Regions from separate parts of the Mus musculus genome. Here all the other regions are linked to region 2. A link is a contact called in public Hi-C and HiChIP or PLAC-seq data. All regions are on one chromosome and are shown on one strand. The core of a region is the stretch at or near the end of the contact, and the rest is flanking DNA. Distances in the headings are between cores, read along the strand shown. Region 1 has its middle 17 kb from the start of Enc1. Region 2 overlaps Gm41031 (a long non-coding RNA gene). Region 3 overlaps Gm33390 (a long non-coding RNA gene).

The links. Hi-C and Micro-C count contacts between places; a contact is called where the count stands out from the background. HiChIP or PLAC-seq counts read pairs in DNA pulled down with a chosen protein or histone mark.
Region 1: a Hi-C map of embryonic stem cells shows a contact between it and region 2. The contact joins two enhancer-like sites. A contact is called at or near these places in 2 of 39 promoter capture datasets (cranial neural crest and embryonic stem cells), 1 of 15 datasets of contacts at CTCF or cohesin (embryonic stem cells), 12 of 484 Hi-C or Micro-C datasets (the N1E-115 cell line, bone marrow-derived macrophages, embryonic stem cells and 3 more), 16 of 115 datasets of contacts at active chromatin or transcription factors (craniofacial prominence, embryonic basal ganglia, embryonic forebrain and 7 more) and 2 of 9 other capture datasets (embryonic stem cells and liver).
Region 3: a contact with region 2 is called in an H3K27ac HiChIP or PLAC-seq map of differentiating embryonic stem cells, with 6 times the contacts expected there. The contact joins two enhancer-like sites. A contact is called at or near these places in 3 of 39 promoter capture datasets (cranial neural crest, maxillary cranial neural crest and second pharyngeal arch cranial neural crest), 1 of 484 Hi-C or Micro-C datasets (bone marrow-derived macrophages), 6 of 115 datasets of contacts at active chromatin or transcription factors (differentiating embryonic stem cells, embryonic basal ganglia, embryonic forebrain and 3 more) and 1 of 9 other capture datasets (embryonic stem cells).

What each region holds. Positions count from the first base shown.
Region 1 is chr13:97,222,154-97,227,014 of GRCm38.p6, forward strand. No RefSeq gene overlaps it. Among named protein-coding and RNA genes, the nearest start is that of Enc1, 17 kb to the right of the region's middle. Within about 2 kb of position 2,973, at least 20 of the 459 cell types and tissues checked have an H3K27ac peak or open chromatin away from gene starts, as enhancers often do. A contact at or near this core is called in embryonic stem cells, where this site is marked.
Region 2 is chr13:97,818,718-97,823,137 of GRCm38.p6, forward strand. The region is part of intron 1 of Gm41031 (a long non-coding RNA gene); the gene reads right to left. Among named protein-coding and RNA genes, the nearest start is that of Gm41031, 5.1 kb to the right of the region's middle. Within about 2 kb of position 1,549, at least 10 of the 459 cell types and tissues checked have an H3K27ac peak or open chromatin away from gene starts, as enhancers often do. A contact at or near this core is called in differentiating embryonic stem cells and embryonic stem cells, where this site is marked.
Region 3 is chr13:97,293,682-97,298,141 of GRCm38.p6, forward strand. It overlaps Gm33390 (a long non-coding RNA gene), which reads right to left. Exons shown (of 3, transcript XR_382781.1): 2 at 245-476; 3 at 33-59. Among named protein-coding and RNA genes, the nearest start is that of Gm33390, 3.2 kb to the right of the region's middle. Within about 2 kb of position 1,625, at least 46 of the 459 cell types and tissues checked have an H3K27ac peak or open chromatin away from gene starts, as enhancers often do. A contact at or near this core is called in differentiating embryonic stem cells, where this site is marked.

The sequences.
Region 1 (4,861 bases), core at 1,723-4,222, 600 kb before region 2:
TATATCTTGGGTATTCTAAGTTTTGGGCTAATATCCACTTATCAGTGAGTACATATTGTGTGAGTTCCTTTGTGATTGTGTTACCTCACTCAGGATGATGCCCTCCAGGTCCATCCATTTGGCTAGGAATTTCATAAATTCATTCTTTTTAATAGCTGAGTAGTACTCCATTGTGTAAATGTACCACATTTTCTGTATCCATTCCTCTGTTGAGGGGCATCTGGGTTCTTTCCAGCTTCTGGCTATTATAAATAAGGCTGCTATGAACATAGTGGAGCACTTGTTCTTCTTACCGGTTGGGACATCTTCTGGATGGCTGGCTGGGTGAATAGATAGATAGATAAATAGATAGATAGATAGATAGATAGATAGATAGATAGATAGATAGATGATAGATAGATGTAATTTTTAAAGAAAGAGGGAGGGAAGGGACAATGAAGAGGAGTTATATAGTTCTGTCTTTTCTGGGACCAGGAAGGGCTTTCCTGCAACTTGTGAGATATATCTTTTCAGTCCTCTTTATGGCTATGTCCAGTAAACACCACGACGACGGTCAACTGTCATGGCACAGCATGCTGTGTCATTTAGCATACAGGAGGGATCTAAATGAAGTAAGAAGTTGTCTGAGGTCACCCTGGCAGCCATCTCAGATCCAACCAGTTTTAGCCAGCCCACCTGAAGAGAGTCTTTTGACCTCCAGGAATTCTGACCTCAATGATAAATAAGACTTTGGTGGGGTCGGTCACAGCCTGGTCACACAGGCAGTGACCCAGGTGACAGAGCTTAGTAACTTTTAGTGCTTCATGTCCAGCTTTTCCTGGCCAGGAACCTCACTTCACTTTGTGATCCCTTTGCATTCAGAATTGCCCAGGACTTCCCTACAGCCATTTCTGAGACAGTCCTCAAGCCAGATGTTCTACAATCTCCTCTAAGATGAGCCTCTGCCCACCCTACACTGGGATTGTATGTGTCAACCTTAATGTGTACCCAGATCTGACCATGGTCTGCCGGGCTGCCCGAGAAACCCAGCATCGGTGCCCTGTTCCTAGATTTGATGTGAACCTTCTGAGGCCTTAGGCAGGTGACTTGATTTCATTGAAACATTTATTCTCACTGGGAAAAATTCTTAAAGTATATTAGGATTTTCTGGTGCAAATGTCACATAAATACCAAAAGCATGTTTTCTCCTGCCCTAAAGGTCTTCTTTCCCCAACATGATAAGCTTTTAAAGGTGATATAAAAAATATTGAAATCAAAATAAACTGGGGGAAAAAGGAGCTACCTAATGGCATTAAATTGAAATAACTTCAACTGAGAGAACCCCCATATCCTCTGTTGATATGGGGGTGTCCTCAGAATTAGCTAAGATGGTAAGCTCAGAGGGCGTGGCACCTGAGAGTTCTCTCACTTCTGGTGCCAAGCTTGGGGTCTACCCTCAATTTATTAGTCAGCTGGACCGTCAGATACCCACCCAAAGCTGTTACCCTCAGCCATAAAGACACAGCCAGCCAGAGGAGAGGAGCTGCATTGGGCAGAGACTGGAAGGCTCTGAAGCAAATGTTTACCATACTCAGTCCACATCTTTCTGTCGCTGATGCGCTGTGTGACACTGTGTACTGTCTGACAGTACACAGGACTATTATCAGACAGGAAAACTCACCTAAACCTTGGTGTTCAGAGGTTTTATCAGGACCCCATTTTACAGGCTTGATCGAATGTGGATCTGGTCCATTTCAGCATCCAGGATGACCCAGATGTGATGCTAAAGCCCCCACCGTAAATCACTTGGTCGGTCTTTCTCACCGGGAAGCTCCCACTTTGCACTGTGGTGGGTCTGGGCACTGCCTCTAAATGAAGACAGAAGCTAAGGGCAAGGGCCAGGCCTCTCTCTGAACAACATCAACTTCCTAACTGCACAGGCTCCTTTCCTAATTGACACGGTTGGTGGTCCTCCAGGAGAGTGCTCACTGAGAAGCATCAGAGACCTCTGGGAGCTGGCAATTTGCCAGAGGGTGCTGGTCTTCAAATTCAGGTGCCTTGGTCTTCATTCTCCTTATTTCCAGACGTGTCCCTAGGATGCGTCCAGCTACGTCTGATAAAGTCCCCGGTGCTGTGGTGCTCAGCTCACAGACACTAGAATGTTCCCCAGCCAAAGGTTCTGGAGCCCCTTATTCTGGGCCTAAAGACAGCTGACATCTCTGGAAGTCAATTATCTGCCATCGTCCAGATGTGTGAACACCTGCCTTGGAGGTTTGGGGAACACCAGTGTATCGGAGTCAGAGACTATGTTGCTCAATTTGAAACTGAACAGGAAAGCCTGGACTTTGTACACACAGCAAAGGGGGAGGCTGGGGACAAAGGACGCCTGACAACCTGGGAGGCCGAGTTAATAGTGAGCAGTCAAAGAAGAGTATAGAGTACAGAGGTTCGTTACAAAGTATCAGGGATTTGTTACAAAATGTGACCGAGGGAAAGGATGTGGATGTAGCCGAGTCCTTAGAGGGCTTGCTTAGAATGCACAAAGCCCTGGGGTTGATACCCAGCACTAAGTAAAGCTGAAATGGTGACACAGTCTTGTAATCCTAGCACTTGGGAGATGGAGGCTGGAGTATCAGGACTCTACTCACGAGGTGGAGTTCTGGAGAAAAATGAGGCAGAGTGAGGCAGGAGGAGGGGACTTGTTAGCTTAGAGTCTAGACATTGAAGGAGAGACTTGTGCGTGGTGGTGGGGGGGGGGGCAGGGAGAGGGAGGGAGGGAGGGAGAGAGAGAGAGAGCCTGATCATGTGATTTTTGGAAAGTGTGAACGCAGGTCTCCAGACCAGAGTGTTTGGTATATAGAGCCAACAAAGATAACAACGTGGCCAGAGGTGATGATGAGGGTCTCTACACAGGTCCTCAGGGGGAGGAGTGACTAGTTAGTTCATGAGACTGAGACAGGAACAACAAAAGCCCGCAAGCACTCACGTATGCATGCACACCCACTCGCTTTATTTTAATTTTCAACCTTGAAAGTCTGTTCTGCCTCCTATCCCTGTGTTGACAGAAGTAACTGCTCAGGCGCAGCTGAAAGACTAAAACGATTCAATTCGTAGTAGGAAGGTTTATGCAGTGACCAAGGGAAGCAATGAAGGCGGAAGGTGGCGTGCGGTTGGCCAGTAGCACCAGCGCGGGGGAAGATGGAAGATGCTATGCGCGCGCCTCTCCTTGTGCTGCTTCCCGGGAGGCCGCTTCGGTTAAGCTGTGGGGTTTTAAGGAGCTGAGTGCGTGTTTCTTTTGGATCTGCTTAGACCAGCCCCAAGGTGGCCCCACTCTCCTCAGGTTTCCTTCCTGTTAAGTGTCCTTGCCGTGATTGATGAAGTAGCCATTGGATAGCCTTTTCTAGGTTACTCGGAATATTTTCTTTTCCTTGAAGAATTTTTCAAAATGCCCTGGTTTCCTTTTTTAATTAGAATATTTATGTAACAGGTAACTTCAGCTGGAGTCTCGGATTTGCTGTTGACAGCTGAGAGACCTCAGGCACATAACCAGATCTTTCTAAACACTGGTGTTCTTATCCATAAATGGAGATCATTTTGAGACGTTTGCATTTTTTTTGAGACTAAATGATATTGTACATGTGAAAAATAATACAAATGAGAGTCATTATTTTAATGGAGTTAAAACAATTACCCATTAGGACAATAACATGCTGACTAAGTACACGTAGAAGAGATTTAGGAAGCTATATTTTTAATCACACTTATTTATTTTGTGTGTGTGCCATGCTGTAAGTTAGAGGCCACCCCTTGGGAGCTGGTAGGGGTCGAACCTGGTCAGGCTTAGTGGCAATAGTCTTTACCAGCTGAGCCATCTCGCCAGCCTTAGGAAGCATTAAAATGAATAATTCAGTACAATATCACATTAGTTGGGCACAGATGTGAGTAGTAGTTCCTTTTTTAAATTATTTATTTATTTGTGTATGTATGAGAGAAATAGAGAGAGGTACAGAAAAAGAGAGAAGAGAGACAGAGAAAGAGACAGAGAGAGAGACAGACAGACAGAGAGAGAGAGAGACAGACAGAGAAAGAGAGACACAGAGAGAGACAGAGACAGAGACAGAGAGTGTATGAGCTCATCATAGTATGGGAGGCCAGAGGAGGGTATTGGATCACAGTTCTTAGTAGGACTCTCAGCTTGTTATGTGGGGTCTAAACACTGGTCCTCAAGGTGGCTCAGCAAGCACTTTCTTTGGTTTTTAATAATTTCTCTTGCTTATGAGATTATAATACAATTGCTCTCCCCTTTCTCTCCTCTGAAACCCTGTCATCTACTGCTTCTTGCTTCTTTTCAAATACATGTCCTCTTTATTCACTAACTGTCAGTCATCAGCCTTAACCCCCGAACTCTTAGCCTATCTACCCCTGGTAGGTCCTAATTGGAAAAGACAACATGTGAACCTTAGAGTGAAGTATATTTGATCAAATACTATTTTCCTTCCTTCCTTATTTCAGAGGTTTTGAGAAGAATTTTCTCTTATTAATAATCACAATGATCTTCCTCAATTATAACAGTCACAATCGCCTAGTGTTTATTAAAGGTATAGCTCAAAAATATATACCAGCAAGGCACATACACCCAGAAAAGGCTTCCTATTATACAGAGAAGTTTTAGGTAATAACATATAAAGCAAGAACAATAATGATGGCCACAGTGTTGGCTTTGTTGTATAAAGGGGAATCGGTTTCTTTAAAATACAGCATATTGTTTTTTTTGCTGCTTAAAGTCCCTTGCATTTAATAATAGTTCAGTGTCTAAGCTGATTCACTCTAACCAGCTTTGCTTCACAATAATGCTGGCAACATTTTATAGGCTCTGAGAGAC
Region 2 (4,420 bases), core at 299-2,798:
GTTTATAATTATATGTGAACATACACACACCCTTGAATACAATGTGCCAAAAACACAGAGGTGTGTGTATGTGTGTGTCTGTCTGCAGTGTCAGGATTTGATGAACAATAAAATCACAAAGTTTGGCAGATTTACTAACAACAATGTGTCACAAAACCCTCCTGCCTTGGTGGCTTGGGTGAGGAATGCAGACTTTTCCATCCTAACCTTAATTATTAATACAAACTCTCACATCAAATAGTATATAGCACATAGCAAATCAATCAATTTGTGCATTCGTGTGTGTGTGTGTGTGTGTGTGTGTGTGTGTGTTGTGGTATGTGGTTTGTGTATGTAAGTGTATGGCATGGTGTGGTGTGTATGTGCTGTGTGTGTATGCATGTGTATGGACGTGTGTGTGTGTGTGGTATGTGTGCATCTATGTGTGTATGTGTGTTACAGAATGAATACAAGTTAAGCCAGGTGCGGCAGAGCTCAGTCTACAAAAGTGGGTTGAGAAAGAGTCCATGAAGAAAAAGGCCAAGGCCAAGCTGGGACTGAGCTGCCAGTGAAAACTGCTGGCGTCCAGGTTTAGGAGAAAAGCAGCAGATTCGAGAGTGAACAAAACTGAGCCAGGCTGAGAAAAACCACACCCGGATCAGGAGCTGTTTCGGAAAATATTTTTAAAAAACGACCCTTTCGATAAAATCTTGCTAGTGTATGCAATGGTGTCAGCGTTTGGATGCTGATTATGGGGTGGATCCCTGGATATGGCAGTCTCTACATGGTCCATCCTTTCATCTCAGCTCCAAACTTTGTCTCTGTAACTCCTTCCATGGGTGTTTTGTTCCCAATTCTAAGGAGGGGCATAGTGTCCACACTTCAGTCTTCATTCTTCTTGAGTTTCATGTGTTTAGCAAATTGATTCTTATATCTTGGGTATACTAGGTTTGGGGCTAATATCCACTTATCAGTGAGTACATATTGTGTGAGTTCCTTTGTGAATGTGTTACCTCACTCAGGATGATGCCCTCCAGGTCCATCCATTTGGCTAGGAATTTCATAAATTCATTCTTTTTAATAGCTAAAGGGATCTGCAACCCTATAGGTGGAACAACATTATGAACTAACCAGTACCCCGGAGCTCTTGACTCTAGCTGCGTATGTATCAAAAGATGGCCTAGTCGGCCATCACTGGAAAGAGAGGCCCATTGGACATGCAAACTTTATATGCCCCAGTACAGGGGAACACCAGGGCCAAAAAGGGGGAGTGGGTGGGTAGGGGAGTGGGGATGGGTGGGTATGGGGGACTTTTGGTATAGCATTGGAAATGTGAATGAGCTAAATACCTAATAAAAAATGGAAAAAAAAAAAAAACCGACCCAGCACGTTCCCGCACTTGTGCCTCTGCCCTGGCAGCCAAACAGGCCATGAACTGTCGGGGCAGTGGCCACCTGTTTTTATCTCGTGGAGACTGACTCAGAACTCCACAATCTCTCCACCCAGCTCTCTAGGTTCCCACTGGAGGTTGCTACCATGCTAACCCTGTTTCAAATCCCCCACGGCCTTTGTGGTACACATCTGGCAAACCCATGCTTGGATGCTGTACCTTTCTCTCTTGACCCCAGATGAGCTGCCACGTGAAGGAAAACGCAACACAAACTCAGCTCAGAAACGATGGTAACTCAATCTCTGGGCACGACAACTAAAACCTAATTTTGTAAACCTTATTAAAATCTGATTCTTCTAGGGGCGAATCTTTGCGGATCTGCCATGTTACTGGGAAACTCTAGCAGCTACATCTTACCTCTCTGCTGTCCCATCCCAAAAAGGACCTAACTCTCCCCTGCTTCCTCTCTTCCTTTGTCCAACCTCGAAGTCCCGCCTACTCACCCAGTGATTGGCTCCTTTGTTCATTAAGGGATTGGTTCACAAGAAGCCACCTGAGTACTTAGCCCAGAGCCAACCACAACAAGGAGCCAGAAACAGTGGTCAGAGACAGATTCAGACAGGTGAGCCAATGGTCCGACGTGCGCTGAGTAGGCCAGATCACTGGTGGAAAATGGATTCAAGCTGGGGAGTCCCGGGTTCTTCACAAACACACACACACACACACACACACACACACACACACTCTCTCTCTCTCTCTCTCTCTCTCTCTCACACACACACACACACACACACACACACACACACACACACACACACACACACACGTTAGGCGAGAGGTTGCTATAGGCAAGGGCATTATACCCTTTCCTCAATCTGGTATGACCTATAAGCTCTTAAATCTAGCCTCCCCAGTATGATTTTTTCATTTTTCTCAAGTGCCTTCCAGAAGCTCTCATCCTATCACCTGGTGTGTACATCAAACAATGGACAGGCAGAGAGCTGATAATCACAGGGCCTTCAGCTCAGCTTGGTCCCCAAGGCATCTTTGAATTTCTGACCCTGTCTCTGCTCTTCATTTCTGTGGCCTTCACAGTCCTATGCCTCACTTCAGCAGCTCGATTTGACCCTGAGACTTGGCTCAAAGTATGAGCCTCAGGCTCTGGCTGGACTCTGTATCAGTGACCCTGGCAAGGTGCATGTTTTATTCCTGGGGGAATTCGTCTACCATCCTGAATCTGTCTCTTGGGCCTCTTTGGAGGGTTGTTGTTGTTGTTGTTGTTTATTTGTTTCTGAGATGCGGTTTCCTATATCCCAGACTGGTTTCTAAAGTTACGTAGCAGATGATGACCTTGAAGTTCTGATCTTATTGCCTCCACTTCGAAAACTCCTCTCCTTGATCTCTATGCAGCCTCCTTTACCTTTTGTGGCATTTCATAACCTACAGGCACTCACACTCACACCACACAGACACACACCACACACATACACACACATACCCCACAGACACATATGACACACACACATATACACACATACAAGTATTTACTGGGTGTTGTATAATGTGTGATTGAGAGCTAATATTAGTAGTCAACTTGTCAGCTTGTTTTTTCTTTGAGAGAGGGAGAGGGAGAGGGAGAGGGAGAGGGAGAGGGAGAGGGAGAGGGAGAGGGAGAGGGAGAGGGAGAGGGAGAGCACCAGCATTTGTCTTGGCTAGTTATCAAGAAAGTTGGGACTCTAAGGCAAATTGCTGCCAAAGAAACTGCTGTGCCTTGTGAATTTATTGCTAGTCAATAAATTCTGACACTGTGGAAAGACACAGGGTATTTGTCTATGTTTCTGACACAGTAAGCTCGTGACAGTGATAAACTTACCTAGTAGCAAAATCTTAGGGACAATCTGAGCCTGACTCCTGAGGTAGGAGTCCTCGGAGTGGCTCACATCTGTGCCCAGCCCCACTCCCTGGGCACATCTGTGCACTCTACAAGGAAACTGGGCAAGAGATATCTATACACTTCAGAGGACCGCCAGCAGAGAACTATGGGGGGGGGGTTTAGGACCATGATGGACTAGCAGGAGTCAGCAGCTGGGACCCAGAGGTAGAGCAGTCAGAGGCAGAGCTTCAGTCCTTTAAAGTCCACTACTGTCTTTCGGAAGGCACTGTGAGGTATAGGATGTGCTTTGTTGTCTCTGAGGGCATTTGGGCCAACAGTAAGAGAAGTAGAAGTCCTGAGTGAAACCTGAAATGGTTCGTTTTCACTGTCAACCTGAGAGGGTCTGGAATCCCCTGGGAAGAAGATCCTTTGAGAGATTAGCTAGAGTATGTGGGAATCACCTTGACTAGTGAGGTGGTCTGCCCACTCTGGGTGGCACTGTCCTCTGAGCCAGAGGTCCTAGATTATATAAGAATGAGAGTCATGATCGAGCACCAAAAGTCAAACTTTTCAAGTCAGAATTCTTCTTCTTTCATTTGACACCCTGTGGATGTTCAAAGCTATTTTGGGAATAACCTAAGCGTTTGCAAATCTTACCAACAAAAGTAAAGCTGGATCCGAGGAGTGTCTCGGATCAGAACTTCTGATGGCTGAGGAAGAACTTCTCATTCTAACCCAGCTCTGTTAGCTGACCATCGGTCTCCTGGGCTTTAAAGCAATAAGATTGTCACTGCCCATGCAGCAGTTGCCTGTAAAGAGGCAGTGTTCTCTTGCATGTGACAGCTTAACTAAATAACACACACATGCATATATACATGTGTTTATGCATTACACACATATACATATATGTGTATATACACACATGTGGGCATGCACACACATACACACATATATGTATACACATATGTTTGTGCATTACACACATATATATGTACATGTATACACACAAATGTGGGCATGCACATACACACATACACACACACACATACATACATACACACACACAAATGTAAAGCTAAACAACTCTGCAGGCAACTACACCAGAGGACAAATCACTCCCTCTCCCCTGCCTGCCTTTAGGGGTTCTTGTGGGACCTGGATGCACTATCAGGAATCAG
Region 3 (4,460 bases), core at 375-2,874, 520 kb before region 2:
GCAACCACATGGTGACTTACAACCATCTGTAATGGGGTCCGATGCCTTCTCTGGTGTGTCTGAAGATATAAATGAAATAACATAAGTCTTTTAAAAAATGAGAAAGCTTCATCTGTTTTAGTGTCCTGAATACAATCATGCCTGAATCACAAGGTTTCAGCCAGAGAGTTAAGTCACAGCTTACTAGTGGTTTCTGGGAAATGCTTCTCTTCTGGTAAATTGGAAGAGTTATTGTCAGACTCACTTCCTTCTTGACTCAAGGAGAAAGATTTTGTGTAGATGGGATGTCCTTTGACTGTCAAGGGCAAGGTTATAAAAACTGCAGACACCAGGCCCAGAACTGAAGTCAGTGCTGTCTTGTTCTAGATTTCTTCTTTGTTAATTTAGCCACGGTCCTGATTACTGGTGGCCAAGAGAAGTGCTGACAGTCCCTGCCGATTCGGGCTCTTAATTGACAGATTCAATCAACCATGGATCTGAAATAAGCAGCAGAAAATGAGAGGCTAGGTTTGATGTGCACAAGCTTTTTTTCTTGACACTATGCCCCAAACAGAATAATATAATAACTATTGACGTTGCACTTAGACCTATATCAGGCATTATAAGTCACCTGGAGGTGAAAATACTCCAGATGTAAGTAGATTATATGCAATGTATGTATGTATATACACAGGTTATATTCAATGACTATACCACTCTGCACAAGGGACCTGAACACCTGCAGCTTTTGGAACCAGCTCCTCATGGACACCATTGGAATGCTGTACTCAGGCGGGCCTTGAGAGGGACCTGGGGTCTCATAGCCTTGTGAACTCTGCTTCTGTAATCATAGCATCTGGGTTCTCCATGGGTTGGGTTCTCCATGAAGGTCTGGAAGATGCTGTTGTGTCTTAGCACATGCGGCTTGGTGTGGTATTCACTGAGTGAACAAACCAAAGATTCAAGAAGGATGAAAGATTCCTTAGTGCTTCCACCAGGGAAGTGGTCCATCAAGAATGTCCCCTTTCAGCAATTCCATGCTATAACAGCAAAGGAAAAGCTGACGTTTCCTTTTTTGAGGCTGTGACGCACCTCTCACAGATCCATTCTTTGTTGTTGTTGTTGTTTGTTTTTTGTTTTTTCAAGACAAGGTTTCTCTGTATAGCCCTGGCTGCCCTGGAACTCACTCTGTAGACTAGGCTGGCCTCGAACTCAGAAATCTGCCTGCCTCTGCCTCCCAAATGCTGGAATTAAAGGCGTGGGCCAACACTGCCCGGCTCATGGTCCTGTTCTTACACACATTTCTTCGGCTACTTCTCTCTTCCTGCTTCTTGAGTTTTGGTGAACCAGTTGATTTGTTTATTTATCACTATTGTCGGCTGACCAAGGATGCCAACTCATGCCCCACCAGCTCCTCCCACCTGTCCGTTTTCCCTGAGAACTCTGCCTCAGCAGCAGAAGTCTCACTTTTACACAATACTAGCCTAAAGGTCTGACGTAAGCTAAAGAGGGCATATGCAAATTTAGAGTGTCTGACATTTCACCTGTGAAAGAGAATCTCCCGGTGACAAGGAAGAGAGGATCCCTGAGAGCGGACGGAGGCCATTGCTCTATTTCCTGATTCAAAACTGGAGAGGAGAGCACAAAGGAAAAGCCTACAGAACATCTGTTCTTTTCCTGTTCTTTTGTTTGGGGGGAGGCCAGAGAAGGGGAAGAATCAGGGAGGGAGGGAAAAAGGAAGGGGGAGAGGGAGGGGGGGAGGGAGAGGTATTTTTCCATTGACCCAGTAAACAAAATAGAAAATGAGGCCGCAAAAACCTGACCACTCATTTTGGAGTTTCCCTAAGAGGTGTCTTGCTCAAGGACAAAGAGTCTCTCCTAGGAGGCGTTTCCCCTTTGCCCTGGAAACGGTCCAAAGGCAGAGCCAAGTCTAGCAGGTCAAAGGTCTGCTATCTACAAGACTTCCTTGGGGTTTTGGACTCTTGGCAGAAAGCAGCAGATTTCCTCTTTGGTGGGAAGTCCTCCAGCAGTGAGCAGGTTGGGGGAGGGAGGGACGGCAAGGGACAGCCCTTCCCACCACTCCAATTCAGCATTTAAATTGGAAAGGACTGCTGTCTCTGGGTTCCTGGGAAGGTACAGTGTGCTGCCTTCCTTTGGCCCTGACCGGTGTGCCCAGTGGGTGCTGAAGGCAACTGGGGAAGAATGGAAGAGCCTAGGAGTGAAATGGCCAGGAAAATGTGGGCAAAGGGCATCTTGGTGTTTCCTAAGGCCGTAGACAAGTTCTCTTTCTGTAGTGATGGGGCTGCATACACTGCTCAGTGGTTACTTACCGCGGATGCACCGCCCCTCTCTAACGGGTTCGTGCTTCCAGAGATCGTGATAGTGTTCACTCGTGCTCTGGAAATGACTGGTAGAGCCGCACCTGCATTTCCAAGAGCCTCACGAATTACCCGCTTCATTCATATAGAAAGCTGCTTACTTCTTCCTCTCTCCCTCTCCCTCTCCCTCTCCCTCTCCTCTCCCTCTCCCTCTCTCCCCCTCCCCCTCCCTCCCTCCCTCCCTCCCCCTCTCTCTCTCTTTCTTTCTTTCCTCCAGAGGGGTCCATTTGCTTGGGAGACCCTCCAGAGGGTAGAGGGAGAGACTTGCCCCTCCCTGTTCATTAGGCAAAGAAGGAAAGCAGGTGTTTGAAGAAAAACAAATGAAGAGTGGGGTGCAGAGCAATGTGAAACAACATGGCGGTCTGATGAGCTTTCCAGAAGCCAACGTGATGCCGGAACGTGATGCAAGAAAGGAAAGGGCAATCCGTGGAAGGCTGATAAGCTGAACTAAGGAATGTGAGTTCGCTCCTTGAAGCAGGAGCATCAGGGAGCATACAGGAAGGTGTTTAAGTTAGGAAGCCGCCTGACCTAATTTGAAAGGCTGCTCTGGGCTGGTGAGATGGCTCAGCGGCTAAGAGCACTGACTGCTCTTCTGAAGGTCCTGAGTTCAAATCCCAGCAACCACATGGTGGCTCACAACTACCCGTAATGAGATCTGACTCCCTCTTCTGGTGTGTCTGAAGTCAGCTACAGTGAACTTATGTATAATAATAAATAAATCTTAAAGAAAAAAAAAGTTGAAAGGCTGCTCTGGTGTCTAGTTGGGGGGGGGGGGGGCGTCGCTGAAGCAAACGGACAGAAGCCTGAGTGAAGGAGAGGGGAGATACGGACTCAAGAATCGGATGAGACTTGGCCATATGTATTTCCACAGGGACAGGGGGAGGGGAAAAGAAATTTATGCTAATCAGCTCTTAGCTTGACACAACTAGTGACACCCACTGGAAAGAGGCAATCTCAACTGAACACTGGTCTCCATTGGATTGCATTTCCTTGTTTGTTAACTGGTGTAGAAGACCCACTGTAGGTGGTTCCATTCTTAGGCAGGTGGGCTTAGGCTATATAAAATAGGTAGTTGAACAGCAGCCTGTGGGTAAGCAAGCCAGTAAGCAGCTTTACCCTCCCTCATATCTGCCTTCATGTTGCTTCCTTGAGTCCCTGCCTGTACTTCTCTCAACACTGTCCTACCGTGGGGTAGAAGGGCAAAATGAAATAAACGTTCTTTCCCCCAGTTGCTTTTGGATACGGTGTTTATCACAACGTTAGAAATCAAACTAAACCAGGGGTTAAATTTGGGGAGTAGTATATGATTTTCAAGTTGATTGTTGAATGGACTTAAAGAACAAATAATGATTTGTAAATGATTCAGGAAGTTGAACGGGCTGAAGAGCAGGCTGGCTTGTGGCGACAATGGCTGCCTAGAGGTGGAGACGGTCTTTTCTTTGTCTTTTGAGTTTATTTTTTTCCTGGCTACTGGAGGAGCCTGGGAGGAGACAGAAGGCAACCTTGCCCTTTTGTTGGGTCTGGTAAAGTAATTTCAGGGGGAAACCCCTTGCCGAGCTTGGGGATCAGGGGGAGACAAGGGGAGGTTAGCGAGGCCTTCCAGCTGTCTTTCATAAAATACTCAGCCTGTCCCAGGGCTGTACTTGGGTGTTTCATTTTCCGAGACCCAACAGACTCCGGTCGAAAGTCGGAAACTCATATCAGGATCTGTTTGTTTGATTTCCTTCCCTCCCTCCCACCCAACTCCGACTCTAACTTTTGAGATAGGATCTCTCTATGTAGTTCCGGCTGGCCTTGAGTGCGAGGTTCTCCCTCCTTAGCTTCCTGAGCGCTGGGATTGCAAGAGTGTATCACTATGCCTGTTTGTCACTTCCCTCAGGCCCCTCCTCTGAGCTCCTGAAGCACAAATGGCCAGTTTGGAGCACCTCTGTGTGCCTACTGTCCCTGCACACAGCCTTCGTTTTGAATGAGTACAGTCTATCATGGAGAAAGCATGGTGAGCTCATGGCGGTGGGAACATGCACCCCCCTTTCCCCCCAATCTCAGGGGAGCCAGGAGCAGCAAGCCTGGGCCTGAGTAGCGTGGGCATCTAACTCTCAAAGC